2 separate regions of the Mus musculus genome follow, and region 2 is linked to region 1. A link is a contact called in public HiChIP or PLAC-seq data. All regions are on one chromosome and are shown on one strand. Each heading gives the region's core, a stretch centred on a gene start, on an enhancer-like site or on the middle of the called end of the contact. The rest is flanking DNA. Distances are from core to core; before and after follow the strand shown.

What was found. HiChIP or PLAC-seq counts read pairs in DNA pulled down with a chosen protein or histone mark.
Region 2: a contact with region 1 is called in an H3K27ac HiChIP or PLAC-seq map of embryonic stem cells, with 6 read pairs. The contact joins the promoter of Parp10 here to the enhancer-like site in region 1. A contact is called at or near these places in 5 of 39 promoter capture datasets (the 3T3-L1 cell line, the SN4741 cell line, liver and 2 more), 2 of 484 Hi-C or Micro-C datasets (the N1E-115 cell line and Sertoli cells), 3 of 115 datasets of contacts at active chromatin or transcription factors (embryonic stem cells and pancreatic cancer cells) and 2 of 9 other capture datasets (adipose tissue and pancreatic islet).

The regions. Positions count from the first base shown.
Region 1 is chr15:76,152,949-76,159,914 of GRCm38.p6, forward strand. No RefSeq gene overlaps it. Among named protein-coding and RNA genes, the nearest start is that of Gm35087, 24 kb to the left of the region's middle. Within about 2 kb of position 5,578, at least 61 of the 459 cell types and tissues checked have an H3K27ac peak or open chromatin away from gene starts, as enhancers often do. A contact at or near this core is called in the N1E-115 cell line, Sertoli cells, embryonic stem cells and 1 more, where this site is marked.
Region 2 is chr15:76,237,936-76,245,442 of GRCm38.p6, forward strand. It overlaps Parp10 (poly (ADP-ribose) polymerase family, member 10), which reads right to left and starts at 5,505. Exons shown (of 11, transcript NM_001163575.1): 1 at 5,412-5,505; 2 at 5,129-5,307; 3 at 4,797-5,051; 4 at 4,468-4,704; 5 at 3,723-4,387; 6 at 3,391-3,612; 7 at 3,221-3,293; 8 at 2,352-2,996; 9 at 2,114-2,247. The coding sequence starts at 5,300.

The DNA.
Region 1 (6,966 bases), core at 4,328-6,827:
CGGTTAAGAGCATTGACTGCTCTTCCAGAGGTCCTGAATTCAGTTCCCACCAACCACATGGTGGCTCACAACCATCTGTAATGGAGTCTGATGCCCTCTTCTGGTGTGTCTAAGAACAGCTACTGTGTATTCATACATTTAAAAAACACTAAACAAACAAACAAACAAAACACCCAAGGATAATAGGTTTATTTTAGTTCACTGTTCCAGGTTACAGCCCTTTACTGTGAAGCAGTCAAGATGTCGAGAGCCTGAAGCAGGGAGTCACAGTACATTTATAGTCCAAAGCAGAGAGAAATCAGTTCATGATCCCCTGCCTAAGGAATAGTGCTGCTCACAGTGGGCTGGGTCTTCCAACACCAATTACAAATCTAGACAATCTTTCACAAGCATGCTCAAAGGCTAACCTAGATAGAGACAATCCCCTCACTAAGGTCCCCTAGGACTTTCTAGATTGTGTCAAGTTGACAGCATCCCCAGCATCCCAGAGACTGAAGAGTTACAGCCTCTTCTCACTCGTGTCGCCTGCAGGGGTTGGCTGAGGCTCAGTTCTGTCATCTTTACTCCAGGACCTAGCCAACCATCTAGAGCAGTGTGGTTCTTCCTGACTGATGGTGGGGTAAGAGTGCTTAGCACTCTCTGGCACTAAATACCATTACCTCACTGGCTATTACTGGTGACACAGCCTAGTGGACCAGAAGAGGACAAGGCAGTGCTTCCCTCTGTTGTGTGACTGGAGACACAGGGGCATCAGTGCACAGTCCCAGTGACCACCCTACACCTCATGCCAGGGAAAGGGTTGTCTCAATTAGGGCTTTATTGCTGTGAAGAGACACCATGACCAAGGCAACTCTTATAAAGGAAAACATTGAATTGGGGCTGGCTTAGTTTCAGAGGTTTAGTCCATTATCATCATGGTGGGAAGCATGGCAGTGTGCAGGCAGACATGGTGCTGGAGGAGCCAGAATTCTATATCTCGATCCAAAGGCAGAGAAGGAGACTGTATTCCACACTGGGCAGAGCTTGAGCATAGGAGACCTCAAAGCCCACCCCCACTGTGACACACTCCCTCCAAGAAGGCTATATCTCCTAATAGTGCCACTCCCTATGGGCCATGAATTCAAACACATAAGTCTATGGGGGTCATATCTATTCAAACTACCACAAGGGTCTTGGTCGTGTGAGGTATAACCCCAAGTAGGATGAATGAGGCATGCGTGGATGATGGTTCTGCTTACGTCATGTGGTACCGATGTCGCTAAATACCACTCTATCTCTGCCAAGTGAAAAGCACTCTCCCCATCTAACAGGTTTGTTTGTTAGTTTGTTAGTGTGTTTGTTTGTTTGGGTGTCTTCAGAGTTATTAACCCTCTGAAAGCAGGCACCAGCCACTGAGGACCTTCAAGCTCTCTTGCACTGAAATGTTAGGGGATGTATGCACCACCCAGTACACATCTTAGTAGAATTTCCATACAGACATTTTATTTGTATAGTTCCACAGATCAATAAAATATTTTTAAGACCATGTGGAAAAAAGCCTCGAGTTTCCTTCCAAAAACAATGGATACACTGTTGCGATAGCTTTGCATAGCCAGAGGGCAACAAAGGAGTGCTTGGCTGAGCAGGTCAGGGGCTGGGGCTGGGAGCTCTGAGGCATCGCCCTTAGAGTTTTACAATTCATGTTCAAGCTTCTCTTTTTTCCTTTCCTTTCCTTTCCTTTCCTTTCCTTTCCTTTCCTTTCCTTTCCTTTCCTTTCCTTTCCTTTCCTTTCCTTTCCTTTCCTTTCCTTTCCTTCTCTCTCTCTCTCTTTCTTTCTTTCCTTTTTTTTTCTTTTGGATTTAGACACATTCTCTCATTTGAGATATTCTCCGAAGATGATGTCAGAAGGCACAGGCTATCAACCCATGGGGGGCCGTGACCTCTTCGGTGGTGAACAACCCTTCCACAGACGTTGCCTAAGACCATCAGCAGATGCAAGTGTTGGCATCAGGAGTCATAACAGTAGCAAAATCACCATTATAAAGTAGCAGTGAGATAACCTTATGGGTGGGGGGTCACCAAAACATTAGGAAGTGCACTAAAGGGTCGCAGCATTAGCAGGGTTAGAGCCTGCTGGCATAGGGAAATGTCAGATCCTTTAGAGGCCGGGTTGCAACCCTAAGGGGTCATGTGGGAGAGGATCTTGGAACATCATGGCACCAAACCTGCTTTGAGTGTCATCTACACTGTAGGCTGACTTCTCTTCCCAATGTTTTCCTACTTCCTGCTCAATCTTGTGGTCACATGCAAATCAGGCCTGTAGGTTCACTGGCTGAGGCTATAAGGCACCCACTATGTTTCCAGGGCTATTGTTCATCTCCTTTGACCAGTTGGTCATACAATCTTCCTCCTCATGCCCAAAGAGACTTGAATAAAACAAAATGCACATTCTTTTCCTTTATATATTATATGCAGTAACCGGGATCTATTTTTAATAAATACTCCAGGATTAAGAGCACTGGCTTACTGTTCCAGAAGACCTAGGCTTGATTCTTGGCATCCATATGGAGGCTCACCCCATCTGTAACTCCAATTCTAGGGGACTCCTCTGGCTTCCACAAATACCAGAACACACATGATACACAAGACATACATGCAGGCAAAATACTCACACACACGAAACGCAAATCCATCTAAAAATATTTTAAGAGAGAGTGTCTGTAGTGGTGGGGAGGGGCATGGTGGCACAAGCCTTTAATCTCAGCACTCAAGAGGCAGAGGTAGGTGAGTTCGAGGCCCATCTCCTCTCCATAGTGAGACCCTGTCTTAAAAAAGAGAGAGAAGTTATCAGTTAGAAGAACTCCTATTCAATGAGTTTCCTAAAGCTTTTCTGCCTGGGGTCACGGTGTTTGGCGATATGGAATCTTGTGTGTGAGGAGAGTCTGTTCCAGGATGCACTCACTGGCTGTTTGCTGTCCCCAGACAGCGACGTCTCTCCAGAGACCCTGGTCAGCTGTGTGTTCAAGTGTCAAGGGCACGGGTTGTTTGAGATGATGTCAGGCTGCCCAGGCCTTTGGTCCTGCAAGAGCTGAGGTGGCTCCTCTCAGATCCAACACAATACCCTCTTTCTTCTGTTGGCAACACGCATGAGCCAGGAGCCCTTGAGTTTGTTGGAACAAGAGCCTTTGCTACCCTCTGCTGGACGCGTCTCATAACAGCGCCTGGCTGCTTTGTTAAAATACACACATGAAGTCATGAAACAACTAAGGGAGAAGTCAGTGACACAACAGTGCATCTCAGAGGTGGCTCTGCGACTCCGCGACTCTGAGACTCTGCAGCTCTGCGGCTCCTCAGCCCAGGGGTCCTTGCTGGAGCAGCTCTGAGCTGGCCTCCAAGACAGAAGAAAGGTCAGGCCAGGGGAGAAATTTGAAGTGCTTTTAGCATATATCCCGATCTGTCTCTTGCAACCCCTGTCCTCAAGGAGGGCCAGGCAGGGCCTCAACTGGTGAGATGTGAGGGTGAAGACAGGGGCCCAGCCAGCAGCCTGGCCATCCAGTGTCGCCCAGGGCCCCAGGGCCCAACATCTTTTGACCAAACCTGAAAGAGGAACCCAGGGAAGGGAAGACGAGCCTAAGGTCCTTAATGACTCCCATCTATTCTTCTCTGACCTTCTGTGGCTAATAGTCCTTTAAACGGTGGCCCCATCCAGTCCTACAGCAAATGCCCTCTCTTGATACTGCACCACCCTCCTGGATATCTTGCTGACTCTTGTCATTTGGAGGATTCAGACTTTCCTCCTAACAGGCTCTGGAATGTGTGAGAATCAAGGCTGGTGAATTCAGCAAGCAGGGCTCTGATGGGGGCGTGGGAATCGTCCACTGTGTGCTTGGTGTTCCCAATCTGTTACGTTCTCATAGACAGAAATGTCCCTGTCCCAGCATTTGGGTACCTAGAGGCCCCATTAGGGAAGGGTTATACAGGGTTATATAAGTGACAAATGCCTGTAACCCCAGCATGTAGAGAGTTGAAGTAGGAGGGTCAAGTTCAAGGCCAGCTTGGGCTACACGATGAGGTCAAGGCTAGCTTGTGTGTACTAAGACCTTCTCAGAGAGAAAGAAGGAAAAAAAAATACAGATAAAAGATTCACCCACCCCCATGCCCCGTATGTCAGTTTACAGATGATGGTTGACTTCCAAGAGCTCCTGCAGATGAGCAATTGACTTTGTAATGCATAGATTTAAGAGGCTGGGCTGAGGAATGTTCAAGTCCCATCTTGCAGGTGCTTTTCCACATGATAAAGCTTTTATTCTGAGTGAATAAGAACAAGAAACCCTGTCCTTTGAGGAGATGTCCACGGAGACGAGCCACTGGCTGAACGTCGTACACACCTTTCATCCCAACACTCCAGATGCAGAGGCAGGCAGATCTCTATGAGTTTGAAGTCAGCCTAGTCTACATAGTGAGTTCCAGGACACCAGAGCTATACAGCGAGGTAGACCCTGTCTTAAAACAAAACATCTAGCAATTGGCTCACACTCCAATGAGGCTCTATCTTAAATAAGACGCATCTTAAATTTGGTGTTCTCTCAGTCACGTTGGGTCCCTTTTATCCCAGGAGTTGGGGACCCTCAGGACACCCTGCTGTGTCAGACAGGGAGACAGAGTGGGGCTGGAGATAAGAGGTTCTTCTACCTCAGAACCTTCTGGAGTGGATAGCCGGATACCTCCCATTCCTATCGAGGTGTGCTGTTCATTTTTTTGAGACAGGGTTTCTCTGTGTAACCCTGGCTGTCCTGGAACTCACTCTGTAGACAGGCTGGCCTCGAACTCAGAAATCCGCCTGCCTCTGCCTCCCGAGTGCTGGGATTAAAGGCGTGCACTACCACGCCCGGCGAGGTGTGCTGTTCTTTACGCCATCTGCCTGGAGCCTACAAATGCAGCTGACTGTGGATAAGCTTCCATTGCTGTGGGATGGCCAGCCAGGGTCCCACAAGGCACCGAGAGATCAAGGTCATGCTGTCCATGCTGAGCCTGAGGAGGGCGAGCCCTCATGAACTCGCCTGCCAAGCGGGGTTGGAGTGGCACCTGTGCTCAGTCCTCCAAGGGTTGGGCTGGGCTGGTGCTCAGCAAACATGGGAAGCTGCCTCCTATCCACAGTGGACATGGGACATAGTTAGCCTCAGAGGGGGACAGAGGGCTCGGTGGCACACCAGCAGACCTGATCCATGGGCACTTGCCAGGGCACAGTACATCTTTCTGTAACACTGGATATCACCTTCCCTAACCGCCCAGAGAATACAGAAGCCCTGGAGTCAGATCATGAGGGAGACAGCCAGGGGCTCCCCAGAACTTCAGGCACCACATGTGCCCAGGTTGGGGCTAGTTGTTTTGTTTTGGGTTTTTGGCAATCGCGTTTGAAATATTAATGTGTCACCCGAGGCTTTTACAGAACCAGGAAAATAAACAGCAGATAAAACACCCTTGGAAACAGAGAAAGGAGAAAGGTACCCCACCCTGGCAGGGCTGGGCAGTTCCCATCTGTCTGATGTAACAATTACAAGTGTTGGCAGGTCAGGGACGCCACCCTCCCCCGGAGCTTGTCTCCCCTACCAAGGCTTTATAATACCCCTTTGTTTGAGCTCAGTTAGCTGCTTCCTGGCTTGACAGCCCTCTGTCCTTTCATTCTTTTAAAGGTTACTTTCCTATTTCTTACACAGGCATTCAACAAAGTCCAGAATCAGCTAGAAACTCTTTGTGCCCCTTAAAAAAAAAAAAATCATACAAGCATTCAAGTGTTCAGCTCTGATCCTGTGTTCTGATCAAAGGTTTTAGCTCTACTGTCTTTCATCAGAATCTCTGCTCAGTCCTGTGGGAACAGCTCACCTGCTGGAAGCCACCAGGCTACACAGGTTCTAGGAGTTCATTCCAGCTTTACCCCACAGCCCAGGAATGTGGCAAGTGCGGGCACATCTGAAGAATGTCTGTAAGACTTCTCTAAAGGAGACATGGCTGTACGAAAGCCAGCTCACAGGGGCTGTTCTCAAATATGGCTTTGTTCTGGGGTTTCTTCAGTTAGTTTTTTTCTCCTAACAAAAAAGTCACTTCGAACAAAACAATATCAAATGGTGTGTCATAGTTAGCAAAGGTCAAATACACATTTTCTTGGTACTGTCCATGGGAATAATGCCATTTTCAGAAATGTCCCCGTCCTACGCACCTACTGCATTCTAAAAAAAAAAAGTCAGGGGACTGGGACTGGAGAGAGGGCTCAGCAATCACTGAGCCCTGGACCCAGAAGACCGGGGTTCAATTCCGAGCACCTACATGGCAGCTCACAACTCTGTAACTCTAGTTTCTGGAGATCCATTTCTGGAGATCCAAAACCCTTACACAGACACACATGTGGGAAAAACACCAGTGCAATAATAATTAATAATAACAACAATAATAATGAATAAAATATTAGAAAGTCAACCTTTAATTTGCTACAATTTTTAGCATTGGATTCTCAAAATATTGAAGCCGGGTGTGGTGGTGCACGCCTTTAATCCCAGCACTCGGGAGGCAGAGGCAGGCGAATTTCTGAGTTCGAGGCCAGCCTGGTCTACAAAGTGAGTTCCAGGACAGCCAGGGCTACACAGAGAAACCCTGTCTCAGAAAAACCAAAAAAACCAAAAAACCAAAAACAACAACAACAACAACAAAAAAGAAGTAATCTAAGCAACTCAGGGATCATGATATCTAAGTATATACAAATATGTATAAAATGTCCTGTCCCATTAAAATAAGGTATATTTAATATACAATTTAATATACATGATCACACTACCTTTTGTTGTTGCTGCTGTGCTATCGCTATTGTTACCAAGCAAAGTCTCATGTGTCCAAGGCTGGTCTCAAACTCCCTATGTAGCTGAAGATAACAACTTCCTTCTTTCTCTTCTTTTCCTTTCTTTTCCTTTTCTTTCCTTTTCTTTTCTTTTCTTT
Region 2 (7,507 bases), core at 4,255-6,754, 85 kb after region 1:
AAAAAAAAAACAAAAAGAAAGAAAGAAAGAAAGAAAGAAAGAAAGAAAGAAAGAAAGAAAGAAAGAAAGAAAGAAAGAAAGAGAAAGCCCATTCTATTCCTCTGTGTATATCTAGACAAGGAAAAAGAAAGTCTCTAAAGTAGTAACAGGAAAAACCCACAAATGTGCCATCTTAAGTGATAGAGATACTGTCTAGAAGACTTGAGTGCACAAACATTACTAAGAAAACCAGCTGTGACCAGAGGGATGGCAGCCCCTGTGGCTGTGACACTGATAGTCATAGGTCATAGCTGTTGTGAGGGCCCACTTGTGACCTGCCTAACCTCCAGGGAAGACTGGAAGTCCTGAGTTTCCAGCCATCTCTGTGTGGAGACTGAGGCTGCCAGCCCCACCCACAATTTTTAGCATCAAGCGCGGAGAGCACCTTGCCCAGTCTTACCACACAGTGACAACTCCCCTGTCCTTTTTTTTTTTTTTTTTTTAATGTGTATGAGTACACTGGAGGGCATTGGATCCCATTGCAGATGGTTGTGAGGCACCATGTGGATGCTGGGAATTGAACTCTGGAAAACCAGTCAGTGCTCTTAACCGCTGAGTCATCTCTCCAGCCCTCCCTTGTACTTCCTACCCATTTAAGGTCATCCCTCTTTAGCCTCATCTATGAGTGCAACCAGTCTTCTGGGTGAAAAGGCTGTCGGCCATCATGTTTTCTCTTCTACCTGACTGTCCACATCCTTCCAGGGATGTCTCTGTGGTCACTCCCTGCATGCTCTTTGTTCCCTTGTCACAGGTAGCAGACTAGCCTGACAGTCTCTCTCTTCTTCCCAGTCATTTATTTATTATTTATTTAATTGTGTATTTTGAGACAGAATCTCACTATATAACTCTGGCTGGACTGGAATTCACTATGCAGACCAGGCTAGCCTCAAACTCACAGATCTACCTGCCTCTGCTCTTCTTTTCTCACCTGCCTGGAATGCTGGGGAGGGCGTCCTAAGGCTCCCCACTCCTTGGTACTAGCTTGTTTCTTGTCCATGTTCATCGTTGCCAAATTTAGCAAGAATACAGGAGGAGTAGCCACTATGAATATATACAATACATATATGTATGCATATTTTTCTCCCTTAGCTACATACCACACACACACACACACACACACACACACACACACACACACACACACACACACACACACACACACACACACACACGGGTATTATTTTATTTACAAGGAGAGAAGGTGGGGCTAGCCCTTTGCCAGAACTGGCCTGGGTTGGAAACAGAAAGCCCCTCCTCCACCCGCCATACACACAAGAACAAGAAGAGTAATCCTCACATTGGCCACCAGATGGCACCAACTGTGGCACAGACAGTTCTACAGTCCCCAGTAGAGAGCCTCACTCAGACAGGCCTGTCAGATCCCTAATCCCTATATCCTTCTGTTTATCTTCCTCAGATTCGAAATGTTCTCTGGGCAAAGAAGGGGTGCTCACCCACTGTAGGGAGCAGAGGAACCCTGAGCGAACGAAGCCCTGAATAAATGTATGTTGACGTGAGCGAGCCATGCCAAGGATTCTAGAACCTTGCAAAGCCTCCTGCCCGTAAACATTCAGAGGCATGGCAAAGCCTTCCTCTTGTCCAATTATGGATATTGATGGTGTGTGCAGAAAAATGTCCCCCATAGCTTTCTCTGCTAGAATATTTACTGCCCAAAGACTACTCCCAACAGAGATTTGCTAAACCTGCCTTCCCAATCCACAAATCCGTGTTTATCTGTATATAATAACCCTGCCTCCTTGTGCAGCTGCATGCAATAACCCCACTTCCTGGTCCACTCCATATGATAACGACACTCAACTCTGAGGTGCTGAAGTTTCTCCATCTAAGAGCCCAGACCTCATCCCAGCATCCTGTGCAACCCTGTGTTTGTCTTTTCTTCACTCCCTCAATGCCCCCGGTCATGTCCACGGCCCTAGAGCCAGGCATGGATATGGAGATCCATTCTATCCACTTTCGAAGATCCACTTTAAGCAGCTTTTGGTCAACCAACACTAATATAAAGAAGAGTTCTGTACACCAGGCACAAGGCCAGCAACACAGGACATGAACTCACTCGAACAATGCGGATCCTGCCGTGGACAGCATCCAGGGTGCTATAAAAGGCCCGCACCACATCTTGGAACTCCTGGGAATTCTCTTCCAGGGCCTCCAGTCTGCCCAAGGGTTCCTTCAGCCCCTGCTCAGACACTGACACACAGGAAGAAAGGACAGTGGGGGCCATGTCTCAAGCACTAGCTTAAAAGCTAACCCATTCCACCCCCACCACCCTCAAGTCCAAGGTACAGACTCACAGTTGGGTTTTGAAGCCTCCAAAGGAAAGGTCAAATTCTGGTCCCAGGGGTCAACAAGCAGAGCAGCTAAGTGGCGAGCCGCGCGGGCAGGCTGGACCCCAAAGCCACGGAGGACAACTCGGTCGCCACGGAGGGTAGCACTCACATCATGACACCTTTCCAGACGAGCCCCCAGCTCCGGGGGTAGCATGCGCCCTTGGAGACTCACTGTCTCCTCCCGAAGGTGTGCCTCCAAGGCATTGGATAAGGCCTGGTTCAATTCATCCACATCCTGCTCAAAGGATGTGTGCACCACCAGCTGGGCCTCGCCCCCAGTGTCCTCATCCAGGGCCTCTTCTGCTTCTAACAGGGAAAGGGCCATGGCTCGCCTTAGTGCATTAGCCTCCTGCTGATCTGCCACCTGGCTTTGAGACTCCAAGGACCGGTGGATAGCCAGTTGAAGTGTGGCTTCTTCTTCTAACTGCCCACGTGCCCCGGTGCTAAGGGCCACAGGCTCCTCCTCAGCCTCAAGTGTGGGGATTTCCTCCTGCTGCTCTACAACAGTCTCTCCTGGTCCTCCAGGTTTCTCCTTCTCCATCTCCAGAGGCACCCTGTCCTCCCCTCCATGTGGGCTCTCCAGGGTAGCCAGTAGCTCTCGGACGTCCTCTAAAGACAAAGGGAGGCCACTGGGTCAAAGGCTGGGCCCAGCCAGGAAGCTGATGATAAACAATAGGGTGAATTGGAATAGATATAAAAAGATGGAGATCATATCCGTGGGTACAAGGTAGGCCAAAAGGGCGTCACTGAACAAGTGATAGGGCAGGGCAGGGCAGGGAGGGGATTGTTAAGAAAAGACCGCAGGACGTACTCGGGCTCCCTAGGAGTCCTACCCAGTCTCAAGCTCTCCTGATCGATGCCTGTAATGTGGCCATGGAGGACTTGGAGGGCCTCAGTGGGATCTGTCTGTGGGAAGAGGATGTCAGGGTCACAGCAGAGGAGGAGACATCTAGGTCTGGCACGTGAAAAAAAAAAAAAGGACAAAGGTAGAACTCCATCTTACCCTTTCAGGGTCTATGTCCAGGGTGGCGCTGGCCAGATGTTCTGTCCCGAAGACACACTGGAACTGAGCCTCCAGTCTGTGAAGAAGGTGCTGCCCCTCCACACCCAGCAGGAACCTGGCACTGCCCGGGTGCTTCATGTTCAGCGTGTGACAGCTAATGCTGCCCAGCAGACTCTGAAGCAACTCTTGGGCTGCCTGGCAGGGGGCCCTGGCTCCACACAGCTGCGGGACCAGAAGGAGGGCAGCTTATGGGTTCAGAGCACAGGAAAGGTACCTGGGTCCCAGTAAGAGAAGAGGCAAAGTTGAGGGGATCCTGAGGGGGGGTCACTCACCCGAAAGCCAGTCACATCCGTTCCTTCAAGTGGGAAAAGGGCAACATCTTCTAGGCTGGCGAGGAGGTCCTCATAATAAAGCTGCAGGTAGCGCACAGCTCCTGGTTCCACTGACATCACCATTTCCACCAGGCCCTCTTGCTTCTGCATCTCCCCATACCCAGGGCTCTCCAGCCCAGTCTCTACAGACTCCATGGCTGTCCCCACTAGACCCATTAGCCCCTCTTGCCCTGTGGCAACTTCCCCCAGGCCCTCCTGCTCCTGAACACCCACTGAGTCTGAGGCCATGGGTCCTACTTGCTCTGGGAGCTCTGTAGAGCTCTCTACTGGATCGACTGGGCTTGTAGACCCCATACTCCCCTGGATCCTAATTGATCCCGAGTCAACTGGCAGGGCTTGTCCTGGAGCTCCTACAGGACCTGCCCTTAGAAGGGTTCCTAATTGTTGTGGTGCCTCCCCAGAGCCCACAGCCATGGTCAGAGCCCCGGCCAGTCCTCCAGTTCCTGTAGGCGCATGACCAATGACTCCAGATTCTTGAGTAGCTGAATGGTCCCTGCCACTGACGCCCTCAGCGAGCGCTTCTGGCTCTAAGACATCATAGTGAGGGACAAGGCTCAACTCAATGCCCTGTAGCCAGTGTTTCTGCTTCAGCACCCGTTCAGCCACTGGAGGGAGAGAGAAGACAGAAAGCACACTGAGTCTCTAGCGTAGAGGAAGGGTCCTCCTAATTTCAGACACCACTTACCCTGCCATTGCTGAAAGGAAATAACAGTGCCTAGCTGCCCAGGCAGGCTGCGCAGACCCTCCAGGGGTCCGCCACCACTGCGACGCTCATTTTCCAGGTAGAGCTCCAACAATAACAGGTCCACAGGAGAAGCACTGTCCACCACACGTACTGCTCGGGTCTGGGGCACCCAGGCCAAGGACACAGTGGCTCCATTCAGGGGCAGATTCCGGGCCTGTTCTGCCAGGGCACTGACCTCTGTGGGCAGTATATGAATCAACTCGGGCACCCTCCTTAACTAGAAGCTATGCCGCCCCCCCCACCAGCCCTGCCTCTCACGTGCCTCTTACCTGCCTCAGAAAGGGGCGTGGATAACTGGACCAGGGCACAGTCCTGCCGAGGACTGGCCAGGGCATGGCAAGTCTGCACGGGGTGTCCTGCAGCACCCAGCAAGGCCTGAACATGTTGCTCCAGACTCAGAGGTGAAGTGCCAGGTGGCAGGTGTTGGAGAAGCACACGTTCTGGGGCACGCGGTGGGGCTGGCCTCAGGCTCAGTCGGACACCATGTAGTCGGTGCTCTGCCTGGGCTAAGACCCTCTTTGCATCTGTGAGCAGAGATGAAAGTGTCAGAGATGGCAACGCTTCAGGGCACCCAGGCAACCTCTTGATTCAACCTCCTCACCTGCAGGATCTTGAAAGATGAGGACACCCCCACAGCCAAGTCTCTGCCAGCTCAATAGAAGTCCTCCACCCGAGCGACGGTGGTTTTCAAAGTACAGAGTAATGAGCTCATCTGGTATTTCTGGGGGCAGTCCCCGGAGCTCCAAGGCTGCCCCTGCCTCCACCTCTGCCATCAGAGTCCTGGGCGGCAACACATGGGAGGAGAAGAGGACCACTCACTTCCCCTGTCCAGTCCTCTCTCCCACGCTCTCAGCTGCTCCCCAGCACCCCATATTTACACTCACCCCTGCTGTCTCAGGCCAGTGTCTCAGGCCAGTCAGTTATGCCTGCTGTCCTTCCCAGGCAGAAGGCCTAAGGTAGGAAAACAAAAGTGAAACTGACTGGGGACAGGAAAGAGGGAGGAGCTAAGCCAGAGGCTGTAAGTAGTTCAGGAACTTCCTCTCCTGCTCTAGCCTTAATCCTCAGTCCACAAGGAACTTCTAAGGACCTTTCTGCCGAACCACCCACTAGCCTCTTAGCTAGTGGGGTAGACCAGATGTCTCCTAGACTTTCTCTTCTTCTTTGGCTTCTCTTTGTGGCTAATCACCCTTCCTATGGGATGCTTGAGATACAGTCACACTGTCAACCCCCCACCCCAAGAATCTCTAGGCTTCTGTGCCCTGGGTCCCAGACATGAGCAGCGCTGATCTTAGAGGCTGGCCCCTGGCTGGGTCCGGCTCTTAGAAACCGTCAAACCCAGAGGATAATCAGCCTTGCTTCTAAATGCTAAGGGTGAGCAGTTCCACCCTTCGCCCCCCAAAATCTCAAACCCAGAGACGAATTTTCTGGTCCCTGGGTCTCATATGATAGAGAACTGATTCCTGCAAGTTGTCTGTCTTCCATGTGTGTGCCACAGCATGGCGGGTGCACGCATAAACAAACAAAGGTGACTGTTTAAAAGCCTAATGCTCAGATCATAACACAGCTTTTCCCTTGTGATTCCCTTCAGCCCACATCTGCCTAGTCCTTCTTTCTATGCTCCTTGCTCATCACCATTGCCCGCGATGTAGCCACTGTGCTGACATGCCTTTCTGCTGTTCATCCTTCCACAGAAGGGGAGCCGGAATCACAGACAGGACCCAGAGGGCCTCGCCTCACACCTAAGCTTTGCCATTATTATTATTATTATTATTATTATTATTATTATTATTGATACCGGGTATCACTCGGTAGCCCAGACTGCCTGAAACTCAGTGTGCAGGCCGGACTGGTTTTGAACTAGAAAGGATTCTTCTGTCATTCTCAGTCCTGAATGGTGGAGATATAGGTGTGGACAAGCATGCCCAGATTGGAGGCTGTGCCTTGAGAAGTCACTTTCCTGTCCGCCCCCATAGCTTGCTTGTTTCTTTCATCTCCAGAGCTGCTGCTCTCTACCCACACCTTCCAGTCAGGCCAGCTCGACCTCTGCTGTTCTTCCAAAGGATCATGGGGTTTTGCCCAGTCTATATGTCTAACCCTGTAGTCCTTGAATCTCCATGACCTCCCCCACAATCGAGAGCCTCCAAGACTTCTTGAAGGACCATGCTACCCTTTTTCCTTCTCTGCCACCCCCACTGTGGCTCCTCCACAGAGGTGACAGGGGACCAGCGGCTGCTACAAATCCCAGGAGCCAATGACAGTGAAAGCTAAAGTCTAATTGTCCCCAGTTCCTATCCCTCTAATCCCTTTTCATACAACACACCTGGGTGTTTATTTGGCTCCAACCTCCCAGGTCTCAGCTCTTGCCTAAACCAGTATCCCTGGACCATCTCTAACTTCAAATGACCTAGCCTTCCCCACAGAGCCACATGGGGCTATCCCTTCTCCGTAATTTCCCTCACCCAGCCCTTAGTGAGATCTTTAACATGGAGCTAAAACCTTAAACGACCTCTGAGTTGTCCAAGCTCCTTCTGAGGCCCTATAGTCAACTTTGTGCTTGTTTTACTTTTATTAAAGGGCCCACTAATTATATGAGAGTCTGCTTCTACAAAAGCCTGTCTCATCTATTCTATGCTTTCTTCTTACAGGACTTAACCACCCTCTATCACACTGTACTTTACTTAGAGGGCTTGCCACAGGCGCAGATGCAAGAGAACAGTTCATGTCACTGCCATTGTTAAATCCTCAGGAATTTCTGTGAACTGGATGTAAAACCCTTACTGTCTTCTCTGCTAGTTAGTTTTAACATCAACTTGATACCTAGGATCATCTGGAAAGACAGCCTGAGAGTGGAATTGTCTAAAACATCTTGGTCGGTGGGCATGTCTAGGAGGGATTTTCTGGTTAACTGAGGGTGGGCTATCCACCCTGAATGTGTGTAGCACCATGTCTCTGGACTGTACATGAAAGCTAACCCAGAGCA